Linked DNA regions of Mus musculus: all the other regions are linked to region 3. Evidence: chromatin contacts called from public Hi-C, HiChIP or PLAC-seq and promoter capture Hi-C data. All regions are on one chromosome and are shown on one strand. Each heading gives the region's core, a stretch centred on a gene start, on an enhancer-like site or on the middle of the called end of the contact. The rest is flanking DNA. Distances are from core to core; before and after follow the strand shown. Region 1 overlaps Gm13373 (a long non-coding RNA gene). Region 2 overlaps Gm13373 (a long non-coding RNA gene). Region 3 holds the start of Olfm1 (olfactomedin 1). Region 4 holds the start of Ppp1r26 (protein phosphatase 1, regulatory subunit 26).

Region 1 (2,700 bases), core at 131-2,630, 190 kb after region 3:
TAGGGACAGACCTTCCAATGTGGCTGGAAGCCTCTGGGATGACTCGAAATACTTCCTATGAGAAGGGTCTTGCTCCATGTGTATGTCTGTATGTCTATGTGTACAGCTCAGAACTGCTCCAGGCCAAGGAGATAGCAGCCTCTGCGACAGGACACAAACACACTGGGCTTCACGGTGCCTGAGATCTCGTTGCCCAGCAGACCCCCTGGAAGTCTCCTGGACACCATGCCTGCTATGGATCCCTGGAATCCATTAGCTAATCGGGCCCTTACCTAGCATGGCCTTGGTGACTGGAGACATACAGATGCAGTAAGAGCTCACTTTCAGATGATATACACACAGCCACTGGCAAACACCATTTAGAGACAAAAAAAAGAGTCCCAGGCATTTAATAGTCATGTTAACAATGCATTATTAGAAAGTGAATTCACTCTGACAGCATCCCAGCCAGCAAGAAGCAGGGCTCCACTGGCCATAAAGCCATCACTCATCTCGTGACTAAAGGAGACAGGCTTGCCAAGGGGTGGCACTCGTGAACACAGCACAGACCTGGCTTAAGGCTGTGGACAACAGGCCTCCACCAAGGGGAGCCCATGAAAATTTAAAGACATCCTGCTGTCTGCCAAAGAGCATCATTTTAAGGCAGGCAAGCAGGGGCTGCTGTTCCTCTAACTTCCTTCCTCTCATGACTGGGAATGCCTGTCACTACCCTCCAAGGTGAGAAGATGTCAGGGGGTGGCTCCCAAACCTGGATTTCTCAAGCCTCCTTTACCTGTATCCAGCCTTCAGTCTCCCACTGTGGTCTTCCCCAGGGTCAAAAAGAGGGTACTGCCCCTCATCCCAGGACTTCTCCCTGGTGGCCTTCAAGGCAAAGCGCTTAGCCATTGGTCTAGTGACCAGTGCCCTCCAGAAAAGGCTGCCTCACACCTCCATGCCCTTCCAAGTTGCTTTCCAGAAGTAATTTCCATGTAATGAGAACACAGGAAAACCTCATTATTTCAGACACTGCTAATTAGGGCTTTGTGATCAGCCTGCCTAAACCAGCAGAGGCTGGCATTTGCTTTCTCTACAGACACTGCAAATGAGCAGCCAGACAAGATCACCAGGACCTTTTAAAAAGCCACAAGCAGCTCACGGCCAGCGGCCATCAGCTGTCATTTCACACCATCCTCACAAGGCACGCTAATTGCTGGTCTGTCCTTTAGAGAAGCCCCCAGCCCAAGAGTGGGGGCATCCATGCAGCCAAAGGTACCCTACTCAAAGAGGTCCCAGGGCACCACTATGAGGGTTATCCCCATTCCTCAGAAGGGAAACTGAAGCTTAGAGTGAGGGCTTATTTTGAGTCACATAGTAACACTCCTTCCTATGCTCATAGCCACCAGGCCCAACTTCCTCCTTGCTAGCTCCAAGCTAACAAATGGCCCTGTCTGGAGGTTCCACATGCAAATAGGGCAAACTCTTCTCCCTTATAAACTGTAGAGTTTCTAGAGGCCCCTAAGTGGGACAGCAAGAGCATGGGGGCTTCTTGTGAGAAAGAGCCTGTTACTGGAGATGTCCCCAAAAGCCATACACCTGAGACCCTGATGGTCACAGTGGGGGTAGACCATGGAGGGCTATGGCAGTCAATACTGAGCCTGTAGAGCCCAGGCCACTCTAGTCCCAAGCTTCCTATGCCACTGGATGCAAGGAGAATGGGAAGGGAGAGATGTGAGGGATGCCCTGAGAGGTCAGTCTACAGGTGGGGCATGCACTGGGCTGCATCCCATGAGCTTCTCATTCCTCAAGGCTTCTCCTCTCCTTGTGGATGCTAGCTAGCCCTCTGCCATGGAACCCTGCCGCACTCTTCCCATCCCATCCCTGAACCCTGTCCAGTGCTCACTCCTGCTTCCATTGAGGGATGGGAAATGCAACCCTGCACTCATGAACACATTAAAATTGGGACCCCTGGGGTCTAGAAGGTCTAATCCATCCCAAGAGAGTCCACTATGAAAGAGTCATGTCAAGGGTGATGGAGAATCTAGTGAGGGACCAGCTCTGTGAACCTCTACAGAACCCCACATATACCTTCCTGCTCCCTCTGATAAGTGTACCTGCTGCTCCCAGGGTATCCAAAGAGACAATCCAGGTCATCACAGGTAAGGGTGGGACCAAGTAGGACTTGACAGGACAGGTGGGTAAGGTGTGACAGAGTAGGACAGATAGAGTGGGCGTCCTGGAAGTGGAGATTACCATGTCCTCTGAAGCAGCTCATGTCCCCCAAAGCTTGATCTTTCTGTGCCCTCAGTCCTAAATTCCTAGGCAAGACTGAGCAGGGCTGGGAGCCTCTGGGGAGCAGAACTGGATCTGTGGGTTTCCTTTATCAAGTACCTATTTCTTTTTTGTTTGGTTTGGTTGGGCTGAGGATTTTGTTGCTGTGGTAGTGATTGTGATTTTGGTTGAGGTTGATTGGTTGGGTTTTTTTTTTTTTGTTTGTTTTTGGTTTTGGTTTTGTTTTGTTTTGTTTTTGAGACAAGGTGTCTGTTTTAGTTAGGGTTTCCATTTCTGAGGAGAGAAACCATGTCCTTATAAGGGACAACGTTTAATTAGGGCTGGCTTACAGTTCAGAGGTTCAGCCCATTATCATCATGGCAGGAAGCATGGCAGCATCCAGGCAGACATGGTGCTGGAGAAGAAACCAAGAGTTCTACATCTTGATCCAAA
Region 2 (2,700 bases), core at 115-2,614, 140 kb after region 3:
CCAAAAGCAATCTACAGATTCAATGCAATCTCCATCAAAATTCCAACTCAATTCTTCAACGAATTAGAAAGGGCAATTTGCAAAGGCATCAGGAATAACAAAAAAAAAAAAAAAAAAAAACCCTAGGATAGCAAAAATCTTCTCAATGATAAAAGAACCTATAGTGGAATCACCATGCCTGACCTAAAGCTACTACAGAGCAATTGTGATAAAAACTGCATGGTACTGGTATAGCGACAGACAAGTAGACCAAAAGAATAGAATTGAAGACCCAGAAATGAACCCACACACCTATGGTCACTTGATCTTTGACAAGGGAGCTAAAACCATCCAGTGGAAAAAAGACAGTATTTTCAACAAATGGTGCTGGCACAACTGGCGGTTATCATGTAGAAGAATGCAAATTGATCCATTCCTATCTCCTTGTACTAAGGTCAAATCTAAGTGGATCAAGGAACTCCAAATAAAACCAGAGACAGTGAAACTTATAGAGGAGAAAGTGGGGAAAAGCCTCGAAGATATGGGCAAAGGGGGGAAATTCCTGAATAGAACAGCAATGGCTTGTGCTATAGGATCGAGAATCGACAAATGGGATCTCATAAAATTGCAAAGCTTCTGTAAGGCAAAAGACACCGCCAATAAGACAAAAAGGCCACCAACCGATTGGGAAAAGATCTTTACCTATCCTAAATCAGATAGGGGACTAATATCCAATATATATAAAGAACTCAAGAAGGTGGACTCCAGAAAATCAAATACCCCCATTAAAAATGGGCTCAGAGCTAAACAAAGACTTCTCACCTGAGGAATACCGAATGGCTGAGAAGCACCTGAAAAAATGTTCAGCTCCTTAATCATCAGGGAAATGCAAATCAAAACAACCCCGAGATTCCACCTCACACCAGTCAGAATGGCTAAGATCAAAAATTCAGGTGACAGCAGATGCTGGCAAGGATGTGGAGAAAGAGGAACACTCCTCCATTGTTGGTGGGATTGCAAGCTTGTACAGCCACTCTGGAAATCAGTCTGGCAGTTCCTCAAAAGGAAGGGGGAAGGGAGAAGGATAGGAAGAGGGGGGAGGGGGAGGGGGAGATAGAGAGGGGAAGGGAGAGGGGGAGGAAGAAAGGGAGAGGGAGGGGGAGAGGGGGGAGAAAGGGGAGAGGGAGAGGGGAGAGGGAGGCAGGAAGGGGGAGAGGGAGGGAAGGAGAGGGAGAAGGAAAGTGAGTGAGAGAGAGAGAGAGAGAGAGAGAGAGAGAGAGAGAGAGAGAGAGAGAAGTGAGGCTATGAAATCTCCAGGGATGTAATTCCTCCAGTAAGGCTAAACTTCCCCCATGACCTCATCAAACAGCAGCAGCACCAGGGAGCAACTGTTTAAATCCATAAGCCTGTGAGGGGTAGTTCCCATTTAAGCCACTACAGTGGCTACAGAGTGGGAACTGACAGGCTTTTAAAGGTTAAAAGGGGAGTCCTGTGGCTCAGAGAAGACATGCCTCTTGGACTTGACTGTAGCAGAATGTTTTCCTGGTATACTTAGTCTCTACTCATCCTAGAGGGAGGGCACTAACAGTCCAAAGAATGAGCCCTATCCAAACCCAACTAGGTAAAGTAATGGCGCTATTCAAATTATCCACAGGCACATAAGTCACTCAGAGGCAGGAGCATCACCAGCAAGTCTTGCTCCCAGCGTAGGCTACTCAGGAAAGGCTGTCCCTGTGCACCCCCAGCCCATCACCACTCACTGTAAATAGCACCCCAAGACCTGGGCAACTGAAGCAGCAGGGAGTATGGTAGATTCTTAGCAAATGTTCCCTAATGGCCCCTGCTCCTTCCACAGGGACGCCTCGTCACCATAACCTCAGACCTGGCTGTCAGCCTATCATTCTGCCTGTTTCACTGTCCTGGCTATGGTCAAGGTCTTCTGTAAGTCAGCACAGCTACTCAACTTCAAGACAGTCGTGGTCATATCACACTCCGGCAAAACGGCTTCACTGCCATGACAGATTGGGGACATTACTAAGTCAGCAGGGACATGGAAAATTGAATAGCACAGCTAACAAGTGCGCACTCTTTATAGTGCAAAAGACAATGTTTTCAAAATGGATTCCATGCTGCACTAAAACATGTCTCCGGAAGTCGAGAGCCTTGGCAATTTCCAGGCCAGGTCCTGTAAGCACAGAGGGAAAACTAGGAAGACTGTGCTGGGAGAGCAAGAAGAACAACCCCAACGCAGGGTTCAAGCCTCGCAGCAGAAATTCAATGTACTTATCCTGGAATGTAGTAAAGAATACTGCACACTGTACACTGGGGCTAGAGAGACAGTGCTTATGAGCACTGAGTGCTCTTCCTGAGGTCACAGGTTCAAGTCCCACCATCACATAGTGGCTCACAACAGTCTGTAAGGCAAGCCCCAGAGGATCTGATAATTCCTTCTGGACTCCACAGGCACTGCACACACAGGATACACACACAGATGAAGACATGCACACATACACATAAAAAAATAAATGAATAAAAGTTACTTTTAAAAGAATACTATGTGTCAAAACTTGAGAAATAACGCTAAAACAATATGTATACAAGGAAATTTAAGGTGTTAAATAATTGTTTTGGAAAAGCTGAAAACGTGTGAACTTATCTAAAAATATGCAAGAGAGAAGCAGGCTAATACAAAACCATGAAAATAAATTATAAAGACTGAGG
Region 3 (2,700 bases), core at 11-2,510:
ATTGACTTCTTGAGCCAGCAGGGCTCACGCCCAGCACTCGGGCCAGGGTCATCTTGGCTGTTGACGTTTTCTCTGCAAATGAGGACTGAACACAGAGAGACAAGCCCCCGGAAGATGTCATATCCCTCTTGGCAGACCCCAGGAGGCCTGCCTTTGTTCTGACATCTCTTCCTGGTCTATAATTGACCAGGTGGGAAAGAGCGCAGGGGTAGGGGGCTGCGAATAGGCTGGCTTTCCCTGCCCGGGACTGGAACAACTTGGAGGAATGCCTGCAGAAACTGGCTTTCCTCAGCTTAGAGGGCTTGCTTCAAAGTCAAAAGCACTATGAAGTTGTGTTTGCCGGCTGTTCTGTTTTGCTGAGACTTACAAGTCTTGGCACAGATACTGCTGAAGCTTGCCTGGCCCTGATCTGGGTCCCTGCGAGGGACCCCTGTCCATCTAAGCCTACAGCATAGACGCCAGATACTCTAACCCCGCCCCTCCCCGCCCCCCGTGCATGTACCATACCCCACAATCATGGGTGTGGCCCCTCTAGTTCCTCCTGAGCCCTATGCTTCCAGCAGCTCCTGACGGTAGGTTGGCACACTCTCTCTCCTTCATCCTCTACTGTGCACAGCAGGCATACCGCCCCCCTCCAGTCCCTCTCTGTTTAAACCTGCTCCCACAAGCCCAGGGTGTTCCCCCGCTAGGACTTCCAACTGTCCCCTCCTTCTGAGGTAGTTGTCCAAGGTTCCCAGCAGTGTCTCTCACTTTGTAGCTACCTCTTTACTCCTGCGCTGACACTGGAGACTCCACCCAAGCTACTCTTTCCTGCTGGGGCTCAGGAGACACCCCAAACTGACTGGACTTAGTCCACCAGGGAAGGCAAGCCCAGCAGCAGGGGAGGAGACCCTTGACCACAAGCAGGCCGGGCCTGGGCGAGACAAAACCGTGAGGGTGACCGAGAGAGCTGGGCGAGGGGGTGTTCTGTGGATGGGTGCCATGCGAGATTCTTGAGGTTTTATATTTTTTTTTTACGATTTGTGGCGGCGTTTTATCCGTCCTCCTGGGTGACCCTAACTCTTCGGCCGACCGGTTTGCAGACCTCGCTGCCTGCAGCCAGGGGGCGTCGCGGAGCCGGAGCTCGGAGGAAAAATCCACCCATTTCCTGGGCAGATTGCGTCGGCCGCCGCCCGGCCTTGTCCCCGCCCCCCGGCCGCGGCCCCCGCGCACAGCCCGCGCCGCGCTCAGAACCCGGTGGCCCTTCTCGAGAGCGGAGCGCGCGGGGACGCTGCAGCGGCGGGCAGCGCGGGCAGGCAGCGCGCGCCGGGCAGGGCCGCCTGGTCACCTCCCGGCGCCGGGGCGGCGCGGCGATGGCCAGTGCGCACAGGGAGGCAGAGACCGGCGGGCGGCGGCGGGCAGAGGGGGCGCGGGGACGCGGCCGGGCGCCCCTGCCCGCCGTGGTGCCCGCCGCCTGAGGCTGCCCGGGGCGCGGGAGCCGGCGCCGGCGCGGCGCGGGCGCAGGAGGCCACTCGAGGCGCGATGTCGGTGCCGCTGCTGAAGATCGGGGTCGTGCTAAGCACCATGGCCATGATCACCAACTGGATGTCCCAGACGCTGCCCTCGCTGGTGGGCCTCAATACCACCCGGCTTTCGGCCGCCAGCGGCGGGACGCTGGACCGCAGCACCGGCGTAAGTGCGCCCGCCTTGAGCCCTCGCGGCCCCTCCTCCCTCCTGCCTCCTCTCGGGTCGAGCCCCGGGCTGGCCCGGCGGTGCGGCACAGGATGGGGTCACCCTGGGAGGGAGGGTTACAAGGGCCGGGGTCACGAGCCCACCCTCTGCCCTGCAGCCAAGCAGTGCCTTCAGCTGCGGCCGCCACTCGCACTCTGGCGTTTCGGGGCGATGCTTTTTGCTCCCAGTCCCCCGGAGGGGCTTGAGGACACCTGCTTTGGTGATGGTGGGAGGGGTTCAAAGTCCAGAGTCCTCGTTCACTAATATTAGAAAATCTTTCTTTGCAAAGCTTAGGAAACTGAAGCTAGGGACTTGGGGACTTAGCCAAGGTCACTCAGCAAGTAAGGGGTGGAGGTGCTGCTTAAAACCCTTTGTGGGCTAGGTCCAGCCAGGACTCAGCTCGCCCTACTTTGTAAAAGACGGACTGGACCAGTGCAGAGTGGGGCCCAAGGCAAAAGACCAGAGCTTGTGATCTCACCTGAGCCCCCCAAATCCCAAGGGACCCTTCCGGTCTCATCTCGGTTGGAAGATCTCAGCGTGCACTCTGGAGGAGGTTGAGAGGAGCTGGGCGGGACCCAGCTGCCGATCTGTCTTCACCCACCCCTCTCTACTGGCCTCTGACACGGAAATCGAATCTCCATGTCATCGGCAGCCTGCGGATGGGGAGCTATGGCTGGGGGTTGGGTGGAGGGTCTGGATAAGGCTGACTTCCATGATAGATGGAGCAGGCTGAGCAGAGACCACCCTTAAGTCAGGGGCCACTGGAAAGGGACCCTGGCATAACCTTCTCAGTGGAAAGGACAGGTGAGGGACCATTCTCCTCCAGTTTGATCCCAAGAGCTGGGTGGTGTGACCCACCACCACCACCACCACCATCTATCACTCTTGTAGGGTCTGCCTCTCCTGTTGTTTTAAAAAGAGTTTTCCTAGTGCCCTGGTACTGGGAGTGGTGTCCCACTCCTTAAATCCCAGAGGCAGGTGGGTCTCTGT
Region 4 (2,700 bases), core at 89-2,588, 240 kb after region 3:
TCTTCTATAAGTTGCCTTGGTCATGGTGTCTCTTCACAGCAGTAGAAAATAACCAAACAGTCCTCATCTCTGAAGGGCACCTGCCAAGTGTCAGCACCTCGCATCTCTCCCAAGCAGACTACTGTCTTCTAGGCATTAGACCAGGAGACATACACAGAGTGGCTTCAGGGACACCCAAAGGTGTTTCTCACAACACTAAAAGCATTCCAAAATAGGCCTACAGCTACATCTTGGTGATGGTATTATTGGTTGTGTAATTCTCTCTAAATGTTCATAATATTACTTCATAGTGACAAAAACTCAGGCCAGGTGTGATGGCACTTGCCTTTAATCCCAACACTCTGAAGACAGAGGCGAGTGGATCTGTGTAAGTTTGAGGTCAGGCTCATTTATATAACAAGTCTCTAGGGGTTTCTCCTGTCAGATCCCTGGCACTCTCTAATCATTTCCTCTGCCTTATCAGACAGGGTGAGTGCCTAGGGCCGGGGGTGAGCCTGGCTTGTTCCCTGACATGATCAATACAGAATCTCCAGACATGTCTAAAAAGTAAAAGAAAACTAGGGAGATTTCCGACATCACATACAGTGTGCCACAGAGCCAAGAAATTCCACTGTATAATCCTGACCGCGTTGGCGGAAGCTAGTCCTATCCCACCTGTTCCTAAGACCACTGGTGTGAATGTGGAGCAAGGTCACCCTGCATGACTCCTGTTGCTTAGTTCTCCTCAGCCTCAGGGTTCCTATCTTTAAGCACACTCTAAGATCTGGCTAAAGTGGGGAGAGGGGGCATTGTGCATAGACATATAGAAGCGTTCTACAATGTAAAGGGACTTGGGTAGCCCAGAAGGCCCCGCGGTGTCCAGAGCAGGCAAACTAAGCACAATCTTGAGCTGGGTGCAAACTGCAGGCAAGGAAGCACACCTTTGCTGTGTTTGAGGATAGGAAGGGCAACTGTGAGCAGATGCCAGGCACGCGGGGGCCACTGGATCTGGACCAAAAAGAAGGTATGTGCGAGGGTCCGGCCGCCCTCCTTCTCTTCACGGCCACGCCTCTCGCCGTGGCCAACTTGCCGACGCGCGCGACCTCCTGAACCCCTGGGCTGCGCACGCTCTCGGCGCCCGGAGCTGCGCCAGGCCCCGGGTGGGAGGACAAGGAGGGTCCCCGCGCAGGCTCCGAGTCCCGCGGGCGCCGCGGCCGTTTCCAAGCTGCCCCATGCGCTCCTCCCGCGCGCCGTGCGTGTCCGAGCGCGGGCGCTCGCAGTGCAGGTGGGCGCGCTCTCGCGGGCGGGGGTCCGGCCGGGCCGCGCGCCTCCCCCGGAACTCGGCCGTGCCATTCCCATGATGCCCAGCCACCGGGCACGGCTTCCGGAGCGCGGTCGCCGCCGCCGCGGGTAGGTGGCGGGAGAGACGGCCCGGGGTGGGGGGTGGGGGTCGCCCCGCCCCTCGCCGCGCCGGCCCCGCCCTCCTTTCCCGCGCTCCCACGGCGCGCCGGGCCCCTGAGTCCCCGCGGGACTCCGCGGTGGCTGCGGGCGCCCGACCGAGGGAGGGCGGGGCGGGAGTGTCCGTGCTTCCCCGCTCTCCGGGCCCGGCGCCTCCCGGGACGCGGGGCGCAGGGCGGGCAGCTGGGCTGGCTTCGTGGTGCAGGCCGCGGCGTGCAGGGTCCGGATCGGGTTGGTGGCTGAGGCTGGTGTTATCACGGGAGAGGGTCCCGGCCCCCGGGAGGCGCCTCTCGCGGATGCCTGGCGCTTGTTGCGCCCTGCGTTCCTCGAGAGCCAGCGGGCGCCGGGCGGGCCCAGGTGTGGCTCAGGTGAGGGGCGGGCTCCCGGTCACTGAGGCCGGCCTGGCCTTCAAGGCTGCCTTCTCGACCTGCCACGAACAGCTTCGAGACTCCCGGATTCCCTAAGCCTGGGATCCCAGAAAATTACTCGGGGGGGATGGATGGATGGGGGCACAGACCAGCCGGAGGCCCTGCCACTGACTGGAGAAGGGTTGGCATTAACCTGCTGAAGACCAGACTGCGGCTCCCTCTCAGACAGTGAGAAGAGCAGTCAGTACTCAGGCAGCAGGGGGATCTGTCTCCCCTTGCTTCCAGCACTGTGCACAGGGATTGGCAGTCACAACAATTTTTCTGGGGGCCGAATCTTGTCAGCACCTCTGGCTCCTAAGGACCAAATCTTACCCACACCCACTTTAAGTTGGAGTACAGGGCCCTCTACATCATAAGTTAAGTGCAGAGTCCATGCTGGGGGGGGGGGGGCAGAGAGGGGTGATGATTGTACCCACAACCACCCTGGAAACCTGATTCCCAGAGCCTCCAGTTTAAAGCCCCAATTCTGGCTTCAGCTCACATTTCTAACTGTGAAGTTCATGGTTCTCCAGAGTGACAGCTCCCAAGATTGACCAGGTAGCTGGACCAACAACCATTAAGACTGTCAGAGGAGCTCAGTTCTGGGTCCATCGTTATAAGCTGTGAGCAGGTGAGTGGAAATAAACTGATTTATTCCCTCGGCTCTGCACCTGCTGTCATGTTAAGATATTAATGTTACTCACCCCATCCCACCCTGCCCTGCCCCAACGGGGAAAGCACTTTTTGTTGTGTTTACTTTGGTGGGTTGAGACAGCATCAAGTAGCCCAGATACTGTCTTTGAACTAGATAAGGAACCAGTACTAGCCTTGAACTCCTGATCCTCTGGCCTTCACC

The links. A called contact is a pair of places that touch in the nucleus more often than the background predicts. HiChIP or PLAC-seq counts read pairs in DNA pulled down with a chosen protein or histone mark. Capture Hi-C pulls out chosen DNA fragments and counts their contacts.
Region 1: a contact with region 3 is called in an H3K27ac HiChIP or PLAC-seq map of VIP interneurons, with 7 times the contacts expected there. The contact joins the enhancer-like site here to the promoter of Olfm1 in region 3. A contact is called at or near these places in 24 of 39 promoter capture datasets (the 3T3-L1 cell line, 3T3-L1-derived adipocytes, the C10 cell line and 14 more), 8 of 484 Hi-C or Micro-C datasets (B cells, the CH12 cell line, Th2 cells and 5 more), 21 of 115 datasets of contacts at active chromatin or transcription factors (the 230-238 cell line, VIP interneurons, bone marrow-derived macrophages and 15 more) and 5 of 9 other capture datasets (adipose tissue, embryonic stem cells, liver and 2 more).
Region 2: a Hi-C map of bone marrow-derived macrophages shows a contact between it and region 3, with 28 read pairs. The contact joins the enhancer-like site here to the promoter of Olfm1 in region 3. A contact is called at or near these places in 15 of 39 promoter capture datasets (the 3T3-L1 cell line, the C10 cell line, the HPC-7 cell line and 12 more), 3 of 484 Hi-C or Micro-C datasets (bone marrow-derived macrophages and embryonic retina), 7 of 115 datasets of contacts at active chromatin or transcription factors (the 230-238 cell line, VIP interneurons, embryonic basal ganglia and 4 more) and 5 of 9 other capture datasets (adipose tissue, embryonic stem cells, liver and 2 more).
Region 4: a contact with region 3 is called in a promoter capture Hi-C map of adipose tissue. The contact joins the promoter of Ppp1r26 here to the promoter of Olfm1 in region 3. A contact is called at or near these places in 20 of 39 promoter capture datasets (the 3T3-L1 cell line, 3T3-L1-derived adipocytes, the C10 cell line and 13 more), 1 of 15 datasets of contacts at CTCF or cohesin (CD8 T cells), 3 of 484 Hi-C or Micro-C datasets (bone marrow-derived macrophages and embryonic stem cells), 21 of 115 datasets of contacts at active chromatin or transcription factors (bone marrow-derived macrophages, craniofacial prominence, embryonic basal ganglia and 11 more) and 5 of 9 other capture datasets (adipose tissue, embryonic stem cells, liver and 2 more).

What each region holds. Positions count from the first base shown.
Region 1 is chr2:28,396,576-28,399,275 of GRCm38.p6, forward strand. All of the region lies in intron 1 of Gm13373 (a long non-coding RNA gene), which reads right to left. Among named protein-coding and RNA genes, the nearest start is that of Gm13373, 6.8 kb to the right of the region's middle. Within about 2 kb of position 1,381, at least 26 of the 459 cell types and tissues checked have an H3K27ac peak or open chromatin away from gene starts, as enhancers often do. A contact at or near this core is called in the CH12 cell line, VIP interneurons, bone marrow-derived macrophages and 2 more, where this site is marked.
Region 2 is chr2:28,342,322-28,345,021 of GRCm38.p6, forward strand. The region is part of intron 2 of Gm13373 (a long non-coding RNA gene); the gene reads right to left. Among named protein-coding and RNA genes, the nearest start is that of Gm13373, 61 kb to the right of the region's middle. Within about 2 kb of position 1,365, at least 1 of the 459 cell types and tissues checked has an H3K27ac peak or open chromatin away from gene starts, as enhancers often do. A contact at or near this core is called in bone marrow-derived macrophages, where this site is marked.
Region 3 is chr2:28,204,429-28,207,128 of GRCm38.p6, forward strand. Olfm1 (olfactomedin 1) reads left to right here and starts at 1,261. Exons shown (of 6, transcript NM_019498.2): 1 at 1,261-1,671. The coding sequence starts at 1,522.
Region 4 is chr2:28,445,508-28,448,207 of GRCm38.p6, forward strand. Ppp1r26 (protein phosphatase 1, regulatory subunit 26) reads left to right here and starts at 1,339. Exons shown (of 4, transcript NM_001005420.2): 1 at 1,339-1,389; 2 at 2,378-2,475.